Regions from separate parts of the Oryctolagus cuniculus genome. Here region 1 is linked to region 2. A link is a contact called in public Hi-C data. All regions are on one chromosome and are shown on one strand. Each heading gives the region's core, a stretch centred on a gene start, on an enhancer-like site or on the middle of the called end of the contact. The rest is flanking DNA. Distances are from core to core; before and after follow the strand shown. Region 1 holds the start of PYURF (PIGY upstream open reading frame). Region 2 overlaps HERC3 (HECT and RLD domain containing E3 ubiquitin protein ligase 3).

Evidence for each region. Hi-C and Micro-C count contacts between places; a contact is called where the count stands out from the background.
Region 1: a contact with region 2 is called in a Hi-C map of an unstated tissue, with 4 times the contacts expected there. The contact joins the promoter of PYURF here to the enhancer-like site in region 2. A contact is called at or near these places in 2 of 6 Hi-C or Micro-C datasets (ear pinna and an unstated tissue).

The regions. Positions count from the first base shown.
Region 1 is chr8:77,136,883-77,141,579 of mOryCun1.1, forward strand. It overlaps PYURF (PIGY upstream open reading frame), which reads left to right and starts at 3,214. Exons shown (of 2, transcript XM_002717003.5): 1 at 3,214-3,542. The coding sequence starts at 3,355.
Region 2 is chr8:76,973,225-76,978,207 of mOryCun1.1, forward strand. It overlaps HERC3 (HECT and RLD domain containing E3 ubiquitin protein ligase 3), which reads right to left. Exons shown (of 26, transcript XM_008267611.4): 17 at 639-662; 18 at 456-545. Among named protein-coding and RNA genes, the nearest start is that of NAP1L5, 28 kb to the left of the region's middle. Within about 2 kb of position 1,662, at least 3 of the 8 cell types and tissues checked have an H3K27ac peak or open chromatin away from gene starts, as enhancers often do.

The DNA.
Region 1 (4,697 bases), core at 1,964-4,463, 170 kb after region 2:
TGGCTGAAGTCAAAAAGATCTACTTCCCTCTACCTGAAACATACCCTAGTGTTCACCTTCTCCCTCGGGGCCAAAGGATCAGCTAACTTCAACTAAAAAATTAATTCCTGCTACTTCTTTAGTAGGAAACAGCATGCAGGTAACACAGGAACAACCCTAACAACTGTTCCATTCTCTAGTCCATTAGCAACGCTAATAATGAAAAGCTCTGAATGTCAAAGATTCTCTGTCAGGAGGGAGGGCTGGCTACCACTGGCTTTCATTATCTCTTAAGCATCCACCTGCCCAGAGAAGTTTCCTTTTCAGTACTCTATTCAGTACCCAAGCCTTAAGAAATCTTATGAGCATCAAATGATATTCTGGGTTCTTTTAAATAGGATGAACAAATAACATAAACACTTCCCCAGTGACTATTACATTGTTGAGTAGAGGAGAAAATCGAAAACACAAATTTGTATTTGTACCTGTATATCCCACACTCTCTCCCAGGAACTCAAGGTATGAAATGATAAAGCCAGCCAATAATCAGCAAAACAAAGGGGAAAAAAACCTATGTCTGACAATGAATCTTTGAGTATGTAGAACTAGGAAGAATAGATAAAACAAAAATAACAATAGATAACATGAATTTGCACACTTTTTAAGATGGTGACTGCATACGCTATCACATTTAACTCCTACCTTGAGAGGAATTCACAAAATAGTTATAATTATTAATCTTCCTGCATATGCAAGGAAGTGTTGTTAAGTCATTTGCTGGAATTATCCAGCTAGTAAACTGTGGACATAGAGCCAAACTGTGGGGTGCCAAGAGCCAAAGTTCTCACCTAATACACTATAAGAAAGACACCAAACATGCCTCACTTCTTTGGAGAGCTGGAGGCAAACCTGGATTCAAAAAGCCACTGCCTGGACTGGCCATTTGTCTCATGCACATCAGCCGATTACACAGTTACTGAGATTCCTTGACCATCAAGCTCATCTATAGAAGTAAGGTTTGGTTTTTTTAAATTAATTAATTTATTTGAAAGGCAGAGTTACAGAAAGGCAGAGGCAGAGAGAGGGGTCTTCCATTCGCTGGTTCATTCCCCAGGTGGCTGTAACAGCTGCAGCTGTGCTGATCCGAATCCAGGAGCCAGGAACTTCTGGGTCTCCCACGTGAGTGCAGGGGCCCAATGACTTGAGCCATCTTCTAATGCTTTCCCAGGCCATAGAAGAGAGCTGGATCGGAAGTGGAGCAGCTGGGACTTGAACTGGCACCCATATGGGGATGTAGGCACAGCGCCAGCCCCAGAAGGAAGTTTTATATTATTAAGAAATTGAGTTCAGGGGATGGCACTGTGGCATAGTGGGTTAAGCTACCATTTACAGCACGGGCTTCCCATATGGTCGCCAGTTCAAGACCTAGCTGCTCCACTCCACTTCTGATCCAGCTCTCTGCTATGGCCTGGAAAGCAGCAGAAGACAGCCCAAGTGCTTGGGCCCCTGCACCCACATGGGAGACCCGGATGAAGTTCCTGGCTTCCTGGATTTGGCCTGGTCCACCCCTGGCTCTTGTGGCTGTTTGGGGAGTGAACCCGCAGATAGAAGATCTCTTTCTCTCTCTCTCTTTTTCTGTAATTCTGACTTTCAAATAAATAAATAAATCTTAACCCAAAGAGTAAGGAAAATACTTTGAAAATATTTCTCTCTGTTAAAAAAGAAAGAAATTGAGTTCACAACAATGTGTCACCTGCCATTACCTGCAGCAGCTGAAGCCTTTACCCTGACGCATTTCTACTACAAAGCCCTAAAGTTTCCAAAGCACCTGGTGTCTTTCAAAGTTGTTTTCCATCACATTCCAGGCAAGAGATGCAATCACTGGTCACCCTGAACTGGCCAAACCCTACCGCAAAAATGACATCTACACAGGGATTGCCCAAGAAGGGTTCAAAGGTCATTGTTTGCTTCCTTTTAGTGCTAAGACCTCCACCCCAGGAGGAGCTTAAGGCTCATGCCGTAACAAGCAATGTACGTAAGAGCATGCTTCCAAACGGTGCAAGCGCAGGCTTATACCCCACCGTGTGTAACCACAAAACATTTCCTCTTGAATAGTCATTCCCCACCCCAAATCAGAGGTACCTGCTTTCCTTGCGTAGGGAGCCACAGCTTTTGAAATGATTCCCCGTGGTCTCTTTTGCTGCACACAGAGATTACTCTGCATGACTCCTCCCAGTGCAGCTTCTGATTCCCACTCATCAGGAAGTGAACCCACTTTGGGTTAGGTAACAGCTGGTCCCACTGCAAGAGTCCTAAGCCCTTCCTTTCAGGTTAAGTGTTGCTTTTTAAATTAATTTATTAATTAATTTTCATTTTATTTGAAAGGCAGAGAGACAGATCTTCCATCCTTTGTTTCAATTCCTAAATGCCAACAACCAGAATTGGGCCAGGTTGAAGGCAATAGGCTGGAACTCCATCTGACTCTCCCATGTGGGTGGCAGGGACCCATCATCTGCTACCTGTTAATGTGCATTAGCAGGAGGCTAGAACTGGAAACTGAGGTGGGACTTGAACGCAGGCCCTTAAATATGGGATGCAGGAGGGGCCGGCGCTGTGGTGCAGTGGGTTAACACCCTGGCCTGAACCGCTAGCATCCCATATGAGCGCTGGTTCTAGTCCCGGCTGCTCCTCTTCCAACTCAGCTTTCTGCTATGGCCTGGGAAAGCAGTGGAAGATGGCTCAAGTCCTTGGGCCCCTGCACCCACGTGGAAGACCTGGAAGAGGCTCCTGGCTCCTGGCTCCTGGCTTCGGATCGGCGCAGCTCCGGCCATTGCAGCCATCTGGGGAGTGAACCATCAGATGGAAGACCTCTCTCTCTTGCCTCTCCTCTCTCTGTGTACCTCTGACTTTCAAATAAGTAAATAAATCTTTAAAATAATGATAATAAAAATATGAGATGCAGGAGTCCCAAGTGCCAAATGCCAGCCTCTTAAACTTTTTTATTTTATGATAAAAAAGAGAAAGCCAAACAGGTTACAGAAACTAGAAAGTAAGGATTTACATCAAACCAATTAACTGTCAATACATCCAATCTGAGTGTCTTTGCACTCTCAGGTGGAGATAACACGTAACTCCAAGCTTAATACTGTGGACCCCACTTAAGTCACGTGACCTCAGCGCAGCGGTCGCTCGAGGCCTCTGGGTCCAGGCGGCGGCCCTGAGCGGCCCCGGAACCAAAGCGCCAGCCTCCGCCGGCGCCCGGGCAGCGTTTCCCCGCGCACCGGAGGGTAAGGTCTGGCCTGCGGGGCTTGAGCGGCCGGGACGCCGCGCGGCTGGCGCAGGGCGCGCCGAGCGGGGGTCGCCGGCAACCTGACGATGCTTAGTGGAGCACGCGGCAGGCTCGCCTCAGCGCTGCGGGCGTCGGGGGTCGGCCGTAGGTGCCTGCACGCGACTGGGTCGCGGCCCTCGGCAGATCGGAGCGAGCGGGCGGGGCAGCCGCCCAGCGCCTTCGACCCGGCGCTGCTAGAGTTCCTGGTGTGCCCCCTGTCCAAGAAGCCGCTCAGGTGAGAGTGCCCGGCGTCGGGCTTCCCTCCGCCGCCTGCTGTGGCGGGGAGAGGGCAGGGGGAGCGTGCGGCCTCCCAAAGCCGCTGCGGCGCGGGGGGGGCGGCGTTCGGGTCAGCCCAAGTAGTCTCCGCTGCCATTTTCCGGAGGCCGGAGCGGGGCCGAGTCCCACACCTGCCACATCGAATCGCCGGCCGCAGGCCGGGGTCGGAGCCTTTTTGGGGGTCCGCCACTGGCACCGGCGCGATGCGCTCAGCGGGCGGATTCCGGGACGCCCCCCACCACCCCGGCCCAGCCCCAGGCGTGCGGCGAGGCCTGGAGAAAGGTCCCGCGGCGATTGGAGGAGTAAGAGTCTGACAAGTCCAAGGCATTCAGGTTTCTAAGCCAAGACGACGGCGCCGCGCCCTGCCCTGCCCTGCTGACGCCTGACACTCTTGCGCTTGAGCCGCGTGTGCTGCCTAGAGGCTCGCTCAGTTGCGGGCTAGCTGGTTTCTGCAAAAGCCGCTTTAAGCCTAGACCCAGTTCTTGGGGACACAGCGCTACAGTTCCAGGCTATTAAAACTGAATATGGACAAAACTAGTATTTCCTACGACATAAACTAAACACTGAAGTGTTGCCAGTGGTGGTGGCGTTTGGTGCAGCGCCCACCGCCAGCTTGGGACACCACATCCTGAATCGGAGTTCCTGTCTGAGTGCCTGGGTCAAGTCCTGTCTCCCCCGGATTCCAGCTTCCTGCCAATGTGCACCTGGGCCTCTGCCACCCATGAGGGAGACCGGGATCGAGGTCCGGCTTAGCCTGGCCTAGTCCTGGCTGCTGAGGCTGATCAGGGAGTGAGCAAGTGAATGAAGATGGCGCTCCCTGTACCCCGCCCCCCCATCTGCCTTTCAAATAAATAAAAACAAATTTTAAGAAAATGTTCTCTCTGGTTATCTTTGGGTGGTACATTGCTAGCAAGTTTTACTTTCGTATTTTCTAGTCTGTTTCTCTGTAGTGCACAGTCCATTTTAACCCTTGAAATTCCCATTTGATCTGCCTTTCAGCTCACTGATAGCTCCCTGCACACTCACTGGTTTCCAGTTTGTTTCTGCCTTCTCCTCTTTCTCAATTTTTATTTTGCATATTTTTATTTTTTCAGTGATTCCTTTCTAATAGATC
Region 2 (4,983 bases), core at 412-2,911:
TCCTTGAGGTAATGTGTGTGGTTTTTTACATTTTTAAATAGAAGGGGGAAAAATCAAATGAAGAATATTTTACCACATGTGAAAACTATATAAAATTCAAATTTCAACACACAGAAAGACATATTAGAATACAGCCACACTCAGTAGGTATTATCTGTTGCTGCTCTTGTGCCATGACAAAGCCAAAGGTTGTAACAGATGCCACATGACCCACAAAGCCTAAAATATGGGCTGGTGGCACTTTACAAAAATTGTTTGCCAACTGTAACTGCTGATCCACATACATGTACAATCACAAATGTATGCTCTGTTTAATATAAAGCTGGTGAAAAACTTAAAACAGGTTTAAGAATTACCATGGCATTTCATGAAAACATACTTACTCCTAATTAGAAAACTTACAACTGCATTCTTGGATGTGAGAAACACAAGAGATCATTTTTAAAACCTCATACCTGCATCTGTAGTTCAGCATCAGTCTGTAACATTTTAGTCTTAGCTTGAGCATCAAAGATGAAAGGGTAGGAACAAAGTGTTACGGTGTCCTAGAATAAAACATATTAGTGGCAATATTATCATATTCCATTGAAAATTCTGCTGGAGAAAAATGCGTAAGTAAATCTAGAAGGATCATTTACCTGGATTATAGATGGTCTGGCCTTCTGTGTAAAGAAAAATAAAAAGTCTCTTATTTAGATGACAAAATTTGAATTTTTAACCTCCCTAAAGGTATAATATAAATTTAAAAACCCATACAGCCCATCTATTTGGTAGTGGAAATAACATTTGAATGGCTGACAGAAATGTAGACAGAAAAAAGAGCAAAAGCCAATTAGAATTTTTGAGGACTTTAAAGTTCTTTTCACTTAACTTTCCATTAATCCACAAGATGAACAGAATTCTCTTTATAAGAAATCTGACTCCAAACCAGGAGCTTTACAGTCTTGACTTTGAGCCTTAGTTTGCTGGGGAAAGTGTACAATACAGACTGTATTTTATTTGTTAGCATGTTGCATCTTCCTATACACACACACACACACACACACAGCGCATTAGCCCTGGGGAAACTAAATCCTGAGAATGAATTGTGAGTGCTCTCAACAGAGCTTTTTCCAGTAAGCCATCCCTGCCTCAGTGCTCGGCCTAAAGAAGGTACTCCATCAACACATGAATGCGGTGATGAACTCTCTAGGGAGGAGACTAGCAGTGAATAAATTCAACCACTATGGCGTATATCTAGGAGGACATTACAATTTCATTTATTGGGGGGAGGGAATCTCTTCAGAAAGTTTTTGTTAGGTTACAGAACAAGCATTGTTAACAGAAGCAACAAAAACTAACACTATAAATCATGTTATTCCACAGCAATATTCCTCCAACAGAAACCGGGGATTTCTTCTCAGAGTGCTCTATGAATTTTTTAAATGATAAATGTATGCTGAATGACCTGCTTATGATAATGTCATACCAAATGATTTACATTTATTTTAATGACTGCGCTGTCAGGTTAATACTTAAAATGTCCACAGATAATGAAAAAAGCAGTCTTGGCAGGTAAATGCTGCACCTGTACCAACGAAAGGCCGCTGCAGGCCTGGGTGGATGAATAAGCTTTAGCAGCAGAAAAGGGAGCTGAGTCACAGCAGCCAGGCCTGACAGCAGGCAGTCCTCACCCACGCTGCAAGCGGCAAGATGGGCTCAGCCTCAGCAAGACTTGCCTGTTCATAACAGTAAGTCAATGCAGTCAATCTGCATCCCACTGATTTTGGCGTTTTGTCTGTACTTAATTTCTACATTTGCTTTGGCTTTATAATTGTTTAAATGCTATATGTGTGAGAAGTATATACACACCTTTTTGTGTACATGGACATTTAAATGAAATAATTTAAAGGCAATTTTAATTAAAATCTACCTTGTTAATCTTTCAGAATTAAGTTCCATTAGGGATCTTGGAATACGTCCTGAAGCTAACAAACACTAATGAAAGACAGTTCCAGTCCAGTGACACCGGGTATGGACTCCTGTACATAATTCCAGGCTGATCTGACTCACTCTCATGCCTACCAACCAAATTCCTTGGGATTGAGGAAAACAAAAAATCATCATAACAAAGCACTGTGCAAAGTTATCTTTCTATCTAGTTATCTACAAAAAAGGTACGAGCAATTTGGGAAAGTGGACTTAACACTGGTGCCAATATTCAGAATTTTTTTTTCCTTTCAGAAGAGATTAGTTGATTCTCAAATATATATTGGTGTGTAAGGTAAGGTAGAGTTTTGAAGTAAAGTGATACTGAAGAAGTGATTATCAGTGACTACAGTTAAGAGAGAAATTCTGAGAGGTCCTAAACTTTTTTTTTTAACTTTTATTTAGTAAACATAAATTTTCAAAGTACAATTTATGGATTACAATGGCTTCACCCCCATAACTTCCCTCCCACCCGCAACCCTCCCAACTCCTGCTCCCTCTCCCCTTCCATTCACATCAAGATTCATTTTCAATTATCTTTATATATAGAAGATCAATTTAGTATATATTAAGTAAAGATTTCATCAGTTTGCACCCACACAGAAACACAAAGTGTAAAATACTGTTTCAGTACTAGTTATAGCATTACTTCACATTGGACAACACATTAAGGGCAGAGATCCTACATGAGGAGTAAGTGCACAGTGACTCTTCTTGTTGACTTAACAATTTGACACTCTTGTTTAAGGCATCAGTAATCACCCTAGGCTCTTGTCATGAGTTGCCAAGGCTATGCAAGCCTTTTGAGTTTGCCAACTTCAATCTTATTCCGACAGGGTCATAGTCAAAGTGGAAGTTCTCTCCTCCCTTCAGAGAAAGGTACCTCCTTCTTTGATGGCCCTTTCTACTGGGATCTCACTTGCAAAGATCTTTCATTTAGGTTTTCTTTTTTTTTTTTTTTTTTTTTTTGCCAGAGTGTCTTGGCTTTCCATGCCTAAAATACTCTCATTGGCTCTTCAGCCAGATCCAAATGCCTTAAGGGCTGATTCTGAGGCCAGAGTGCTATTTAGGACATCTGCCATTCTATGAGCCTACTGTGTATCCCGCTTCCCATGTTGGATTGTTCTCTTCCTTTTTTATTCTATCAGTATTAGCAGTCTTGTTTATGTGATCCCTTTGACTCTTAGACCTATCATTATGATCTATTGTGACCTGAAATTGATCACTTGGACTAGTGAGATGGCATTGGTACATGCCACCTTGATGGGATTGAATTGGAATCCCCTGGCACATTTCTAACTCCACCATTGCAGAGGAAACTCTTCCGGATCTAGTGGATGTGACACGAAGGACCTATGGGGAGAGCAAGGATGCCCACCGCTTGGGAGCCCAGCCACGGAGTCTACGCATCTTTGCTGGAAGGGGAGATGAGGCAAACCCTCAGTAACCCGAGACATTGGCAGGGAAACAGCAGAAGGAGCCTAGAGGGAACAAGGCTTAAAGCCCTGCTGGGGAAAGTTCGCCAGGCTAACTAGAGGAGAGAGAGAGAAAAAAAGAAAAAAGAAAAAAAAAAGCGACAGGAGCTCCTAAACTTGATTACAGGGATCCAAGAATGGAGAAGAGGACAGGAGATAAGGTAAGACATTAACAGCTTCAGGCCAAAGCATCAGAAGTGTTCCATTTTCCCAGGTTGTTGAAACTGAGACCCAAAACCCTTGAGGTCTATCAGCAAACTCCATCACATTCTGCTTACAGACCAGGAGCCACAGCATTTCTCCCATCCCAAAGCTTCCCGGATCTGCTCTCCGCAATGCCTCTCTCCCCACAATCCATCCCGAGTCCTTCTAGCCCCTCTTTAACACCCATCTTCTGCAGCTCCTGTCTTTCTTCCTGTCACCCCTTGCCCCAGAAGTGAAAGAACCCAGTCTTGGAGGAAAGGTTAAGCTACCAGAGAAGAAGAGTTGTTAAACTGAGGGCAGGGTTACCATTCTTTCCTTTGTGTGGGCTGGCTGAAAAGAAATCCAAAATTGCTTCATTAGGAGACAGAGCCAAGGCCAAAGAGATCCTTCCCAGAGTCAGTGGTCTACAGAGAGCCAGGCACTGAGGCAGGCAGGAAGGCACTGAGGCCTTACACAACCCAAGGCTGCAGCTCCACAGCAGGCAAAGGAGGCAGGGGCATTCAGGCAAAAGCAGTTACAGGGGCTGGCGCTGTGGTGCAGTAGGTTAATCCTCTGCCTGCGGCGCCGGCATCCCATATGGCCACCAGTTTTAGTCCTGGCTGCTTCTCTTCCAATCCAGCTCTTTGCTGTGGCCTGGGAAAGCAGTGGAAGATGGCCTAGGTGCTTGGGCCCCTGCACACGCATGGGAGACCAGGAAGAAGCACCTGGCTCCTGGCTTCAGACTGGCACAGCTCCGATGGTTGCGGCCATTTAGGGAGAGAACCAATGGAAAGAAGACCTTTCTCTCTCTCCCTCTCACTGTCTGTAATTCTACCTCTCAAATAAATAAATAAAAAAAATTTAAAAAAAAAAAATCAGTTACAGAGCCACATGAAAAAGGGCTGTTTTTACACCTACAGAATTTGTATTCAGTCTATGAGTTTGTGTATTTGAATACAGTTTCACTGATTTTTATGTTCTGAATATGGAATATTTTTGAAATTGGGTTCATTCCGGCATTTCTGTATTATGCAAAAAATAAATCTGAATGATCTTGTGCCACAACTGCTACCCCTAACTTAGAAGGATGCATATGAAAATAAAAATGTGATCACCCCAACAGGCGGCTTGTCCTGGCCTATTCATTCCCCCAAAATGAGTGTAACAAATATAAAGCTAGCAAAATACCGACAGATTGTATTTCAAGTGTCTCTGCCTGACAAGGGGTTGCAATGCGACCCAAGTTCATTTTTAAAGTATGTGAACTAGAACCAACGAATAAGTAAATATAAGTATATATATTTCAAGTCAATATTCCATAAACCTGGCTATGTGGGGCAGAGGCACTGCACAAACA